2 separate regions of the Mus musculus genome follow, and region 1 is linked to region 2. The links are chromatin contacts, called in public HiChIP or PLAC-seq maps. All regions are on one chromosome and are shown on one strand. The core of a region is the stretch at or near the end of the contact, and the rest is flanking DNA. Distances in the headings are between cores, read along the strand shown. Region 1 has its middle 21 kb from the start of Gm33299. Region 2 has its middle 29 kb from the start of Gm52124.

The links. HiChIP or PLAC-seq counts read pairs in DNA pulled down with a chosen protein or histone mark.
Region 1: a contact with region 2 is called in an H3K27ac HiChIP or PLAC-seq map of trophoblast stem cells, with 3 times the contacts expected there. The contact joins two enhancer-like sites. A contact is called at or near these places in 4 of 115 datasets of contacts at active chromatin or transcription factors (cardiomyocytes, embryonic stem cells, pancreatic cancer cells and 1 more) and 1 of 9 other capture datasets (embryonic stem cells).

The regions. Positions count from the first base shown.
Region 1 is chr14:121,434,463-121,437,600 of GRCm38.p6, forward strand. No RefSeq gene overlaps it. Among named protein-coding and RNA genes, the nearest start is that of Gm33299, 21 kb to the right of the region's middle. Within about 2 kb of position 1,504, at least 143 of the 459 cell types and tissues checked have an H3K27ac peak or open chromatin away from gene starts, as enhancers often do. A contact at or near this core is called in trophoblast stem cells, where this site is marked.
Region 2 is chr14:120,879,440-120,882,730 of GRCm38.p6, forward strand. No RefSeq gene overlaps it. Among named protein-coding and RNA genes, the nearest start is that of Gm52124, 29 kb to the left of the region's middle. Within about 2 kb of position 1,347, at least 18 of the 459 cell types and tissues checked have an H3K27ac peak or open chromatin away from gene starts, as enhancers often do. A contact at or near this core is called in trophoblast stem cells, where this site is marked.

The sequences.
Region 1 (3,138 bases), core at 254-2,753, 560 kb after region 2:
CTCTCTCTCTCTCTCTCTCTCTCTCTCTCTCTCTCTCTTACACACACACACACACACACACACACACATACACACACTACATACATGGACAAGGTTGTTTGGGGTAACTACGGCTTTGATGAGACATCATGTCTTGGGGAAGAAAGGGTTCCATCTCACAGTTTATCATCAAACAGGGCAGGAACCTGGAAGCAGGATCTGATGCAGAGGCCATGGAGGGGTGCTGCTTACTGACTTGCTCCCATGGCTTGCTCACCCTGCTTCCTTATAGAGCTCAGGGGAGTGGTATCATCTGTGGTGGACTGGGCCTTTCCCCATCAGTCACTATGTAAAAATGCCCTACAGGCTTGCCTACAGCCTGATCTTATGGAGATGGTTTCTCAGTTGGGGTTCTCTCCTCTCAGATGGCCCTAATTTGTGATAAGTTGACATAAAACCTAGCCACCAGAAAGCTCATGCATGTACAGACACACAGACGCAGAGGGAGGGGAAGGATGGAGAGGGGGAGGGAGAGGGAGGGGCTGAGGGGAGGGAGAGGAAGGGAGGGAGAGGGAGAGGGAAAGAAACTCTACTTCCAAACGAGAACCATCTTTAACTCCCATGATAGGGAGAAGGGCATGAGGTTGGGCAGTGAACAAGCTCCCCCTAGGCTAGACTATGCTGCGCACAGAGCACAGGGACAACTCCCCTAAGGAGGACATGGGCCATCACGGGACCAGGCCCATCTCATTCATGACACTTCTGACTGGCAGGGCTTCTGGATGACATCACTGTAAAGAGGTGGCTTCTGAGTCTAAGAGGAAACACTCTTGAGTTGTAACATTGGTGAGGGTCTTATTTAATCACCAGAAGATTCATGCCTGTTTGGGAAGAATAGAAAAAGTCTCTCTTTCTCTTTAACTTGCAGTGATCTGTGTGCTGAGAAAAGGAGTTCTCCCTTCTTTTCTATCAAATGAATTATGTGCTTTTGTTGATATTTCATTACTTGTCTATTTGTGTACAAACACACACACACACACACACACACACATGATGTACATGCAGAGATCAGAGGATGACATTCAGTTGGGAGTTGGTTCTTTCCATGGGCCTGGGGGCTTAGTGGAAGGTACTTTTACCTACTGAGCATCTTGCCAGCCCTTTTGCTTCTCTCTCTCTCTCTCTCTCTCTCTCTCTCTCTCCCTCTCTCTCTCTCTCTCTCTCTCTCTCTCTCTCTCTCATTTGTCCTCAGGAGGAATGAAGTCTGGCCTAGGAGGAACTTAGATGAAAATCTGTCATGCCACACTAGTGGCAAGCCTGGTGTGGATGTCACTGGGAAGGGGGGGGGGGGGTCCCCTTCAAATGACCTTGTTCCATCCCCTCTGTAGCCTAGGATCCTCACCCAGGCCAGAGCAGCTCTCTGACCAAGATGTCTGCTTTGCTCCTTCCCTCAGAGCCTCCCTCCCCTCCTTCCTCGGCTGGTCCTGACTCACCACTCACCAGATAAGGTTGCTATAATGGAAAACAAGAGCAAAAACAAATGTCTGGCGGTGACTCAGAGCAGAGCTCAGGCGATCTGGGAGAAACCCTGCTCTCCAGGGTGACATTCAGGAGAGCACAGAAGCAGCAGGAGGTGCGGAATGTCACCCGCAAATGTTCTCTCTGTTCCTCCAACGAGTCTTCTCCAGACATTGTCCTTTCTGGAAATCCAGCCCAGCCCTCTCCACTGCTCTCAGCACTGTTTCTGAGGTATTCCTAGAAGCCTGTGCCTTCCCCAAACTGCCCAAAGCTTGAATGTGTCAGGGCACACCTTTAATCCCAGAACTCTCCTGACAGAGGCAGGCATGTCTCTCTGGGTTTGAAGTCATCCTGGTCCAGATAGCAAAATTTAGGTCATCTAGTGTTACCAAGTGAGGCTCTGTCTCAGGAAGGAAAGAAACAAAGAAAGAAGGAAGGGAGGGAGGGAAGGAAATAAAGACTCTTAAATCAATTGACTGTAAATTGTACCCTTCTATCTGTGTGTGGAGCATGGTGGCTAATGATTATAATTCCAAAATTGGGAGGTAGAGATGGGAGGACTAAGGCTAGCCTGGGCTACTTGAGACTATGTCTCAGAAAAGCAGTAGGGGCTGGGGAGATATCTCTACATGAGAACTTGAGTATGGCCCCAGCACCCACATAAAAACCTGAGCATGGTGGTATGTATTTATAATCCAGGTGAGGAAGACAGACATAGGAAGATCCCCGGAGTCCAGGCTGCCCAGGCTGCCCGGCAAGTTCTATGTCCCAAGGAAAGATGCTGTCTCTGAAAACCAGCAGAAAGGCTCTTATGACTGATGCTTGAGGTGACTCTCTCATCTTTACTTGCATGTGGGATATCTACACACATACGAGAGAGAGAGAGAGAGAGAGAGAGAGAGAGAGAGAGAGAGGGAGAGGGAGAGAGAGAGAACATACAAAAACCAATCAAACCTCTGTCCCTAACAGGTCACTGCAATGTCTTTAAGTCTACCCATGACTAAAATATCAACACGACCCCAACCTCCTGAGCTTTAGCCGTCATTTCTATCATGGAAAGTCACTGGTGGGCAGCTTTCTATGGTGTCAGTGTAGCCACATCTCTGTGCCTCACAGCTGAGGGAGGACTAAGTGTCCCGTGTGGGGTTGTACCTCAGCATGCTTTCATGAACTAGGAATACAAGGGACTTAGGTGTGGTCTGGAAGGAGGTCTGAATCCTGCTACTTCCCGTCTTCCTGAAAACATCTGGTAACAGATAAACCGCAGGGCAGTCCAGCTTGACCTTGGCGGTTGGCCAGCTTCTGAGTCAGCTTTGCAGTCAGGCTTGCCTTTGGACACCCAGTCAACCACATATCTCTGTGGACATCCTGACTTTGGGCACGTAGGTTATGGTGAGTGTAGTGACCAAGAGGTGGTACAAATAAGGAACGTGTGTTGAGTGTGTATGTGCATGAGAGTGTGTATGTGATTGTGTGTGTGTGTGTGTTGAGTGTGTATGTGCATGAGAGTATGTATGTGAGTATGTGTGTGTGTGTTTGTTTGTGTATAATCAGGCTGGCCTCCAGCCTGCTTTATAGCCTTGGTCTAGCCTTGAACTCACCATGTAGCCCAGGGTGGCCTTCAGCTCACAGTCCTCCTGC
Region 2 (3,291 bases), core at 97-2,596:
GTCAGATACTGGTCAGAGCCCGAGAAAATGTTGGGCTTTCTTTTTCTTAAGCCGCCCTTCCCCCTTTCACTATGTAGCTGCTTGCTAACCTCTCGTGCTGACCCTGTGTGCTGCGTGAGGGCCTGGTTCAAAGGGCTTCGCAGCCTGCCTGCACTGTCTTTATTTCTCACACTCTGATAAAGCCTGAGTCTGTTTTAAGTTCTTTTCTTCCCCCTGAGTCTGTTTTAAGTCCTTTTATTAACAAGACTAAGAGCCCAAAGAAGAGCCCCAGGGTTCCCCCTGTAGCACTCAAATCTGCTCTGCCACCAGCTATATGCCCCTGACAGCTTGCATTATAATAAATTCAGCATGGACACTGGAATGTGTCTTAGTTGGTGTTCTGGTGCTGTGGAGAGACACCATGATCAAAACAGTTCTTATAAAAGAAAATATTTAATCGGGGACTTGATTATAGCTTCAGAGGTTTAGTCTATTATCATGGCAGGAAGCATAGTGGCAAGCAGGCAGGTACTGGAGCAGTAATTGAGAGCTACATTCTGATCTGACGAGGTGGGGGAGAGAGAGACAGAGAGACAGAGAGAGAGAGACTGGGCCTGGCATGGGCTTTTAAAACCTCGAAGCCCCACCCATCCCCAGTGACAAACTTTCTCCATCAAGGCCAGGGTCTACTCCAACAAGGTCACGCCTGTAATCCTTCTGATCCTTTCAAAGGGTGTCACTCCCTGGTGACTCATCATTCCAATACTTGAGCCTAAGGGGGCCATTCTTACTCAAACCACCATAGAGAGCAAACAAACAACTGTGCTTTACAGTCTAGACTCTTCTGGGGAACTTTTCAAACCAGACCAATCAGTTCTCAGAACGGGAACTCCAACATCAGTATTGTTTAAAGTTATGATCGATAGTTCAATCAAGCAAGACTAAGAGTCACCAAACTGGGCTGTCAATAGTGGTGGGATGGTTGCCTTGCCTACACAAGGTCCTGAGTCCTACCCCCAACACCACGAAAACACTGACCTAATCCTAGCTTTAAACCTCAAGCACACCTATGGCTTTGAGAAGTAGCTGAACCTCTGAGTCTTTTCCCACGTCTACCAGATACAGGTTTAAAAGTCCAACGGCGGCGGGGTGGGGTTGGGGGGGGGGTATGGCGGACTTTTGGGATAGCATTGGAAATGTAAATGGAGAAAATACTTAATTTTAAAAAAAAAGTTCAACAGCCAGTGGGTGCATCATATTGCCCCACCCCATTGCCAACTATCCAGAGAGGCAGTGTAGTCTACATTCCTTACCACAGCCCTAGCTCCTTCACAGCTCAGGGACAGAGAGCATGACAGAGGGAGGTCAAGGAATGTGGGTCTCCCTTTCCTCAGGGGTCATTGGCTACAGGGGCTCAGGAGGGTTTGGACAGCTGTGAGTGTGGTAGGACGACTCAGTACCTAATTATCATATAGGTGAGAAGGGTCAATTGGTCATTAACAGAGCCTAATTATATGGGCGGGGGGGGGGGCGGGGCGGGGGGGGAGGGATGGAGGGCGGGGGAGGGGAGTCTCATCTGCTGAGTCATGCAGCAGCACTTTGCTGGGCCATCCTCCCAGTAAAGTCAGGCATATGTGCTCAGAAACACTCTCCGAACACGGTCCAGCAGGGAAACGGAAGCTCCACTGAGAAAGGCAGTCCTCCATTTTGTGCCAGCTCGGAGAGCCATCTGGACATGGTGGACTGAGACGTTAATAGCAGGGTTCTCCAACGAGGGAATGTGTTCCCCTGTCCTTTTGCTGCCAGGTCATCCAGGTGACTCAAGTCTCTCCACCAAAGGGCGGGACTCATTCCCATTGAGCAACCCTCCCTGACAGGTTTTCTCTGCGTTGCACAGGCCACACACACACACCCCTGGCTGTTCCACACAGGGTCACTCCTGCTGTTTTCAGTCTCCACAATCCCTTCCAAGTATGTCTTCGCTCTACCTGCATGTTTATAAACAGCCCTTTTGTTGGTAGGGGGGTGAGCATGCCTGAATTCCCAGCATCCCAGTGGCAGAGGCAGAAAAAAATCAGCGGTTCAAGGCCAGTGTGAACTACATATATAAAAGTAAGACCTTGTCACAAAATGCCAGGCTGAGGATGGAACATTTCTCTATTTGTTTAGCTTTTATCCCCGACACCCCTAAGAAAGAAAGGAAGAAAGGAAGGAAAAGGAAACAGATAAGCAAACTCCATATAAAGCATTTCTTTATTAAAAGAAGGGGTTAGGAAGATGGCTCAGTGGGTAGAAGAGCTTACCTGGCAAGCATGAGGGACTGAGTTCGAATCCCTAGCACCCACCTAAAAAGCCAGGCTGTGTTATGGATTCAAACTCAGGCCCTGCAACCTGTGCCTGAGACCACAGCACGCTGGGGTGAACAGACAGAAGGAACCAGACAACGTGGTCTACACAGCAAGTTCTAGACCAAATAGGCCGAGCTTATATAGTGAGACTCTACCTAAAATTTAAACAATACAAAAGCAAAACCACGGTTAAGTTTCCCTGAGACCGGGGGCTGGAGAGATGGTTCAGTGGTTAAGAGCACTGGCTGCTCTTCCAGTGGTCCTGAGTTCAACTCCCAGCAACCATATGATGGCTCACAACCATCTGTGATGGGATCCAATGCCCTCTTCCAGTTCAAGGCAGACCTAGGTTTGCACCCCACTCTTGAGTTAGGAGGAAGCTTCTGCTCTGGGAGATAGGGCACGCACACTGCATTTGCTGGGCTCTGGTTGCCTGATGATGCATCTGGTCATTTTAACAACCTATATTTTTAGCTCCTGAGTGTGTTAAGCAATGCAGGAGGACTGTGCGTGCATCATTCCACTCCGCTTGGGAAAGCCTCAAGTCGGTGTGACTTTTAAACCTCGTGTTCCATGTGTGAAGCCAGTTATGTGGGGAGTTAAGGAATTGGCGCCAGGTCACCGGCTCCTCAGGGACGGTGTCTTGAATGCCTAACGCTGGGCAGCTGGGGCTCACACTGGGTAGCTGTTAGTCACACACTCTCTTGTGGTCATTATCTTTCCTCGAAGTGCTGGAGACTGAAACTGGGGTCTTACACATGTCAGGTAAAGTACCTTACCTTTGACATATGTTCTCAGACTTTTTCACTTTTGATTTTGAGACAAGGTCTCATTAAGTTGCCCAGGATGCCCTGGATCTCACTATATAGCCCAGTCTGGCCTTGAACTTTGTCCTTTTGCTGCAGCCTTCTGAATAGCTGGGATTACAGGCCTGTGCCACCAAGCTCATCTTTAAAAAAAAAAA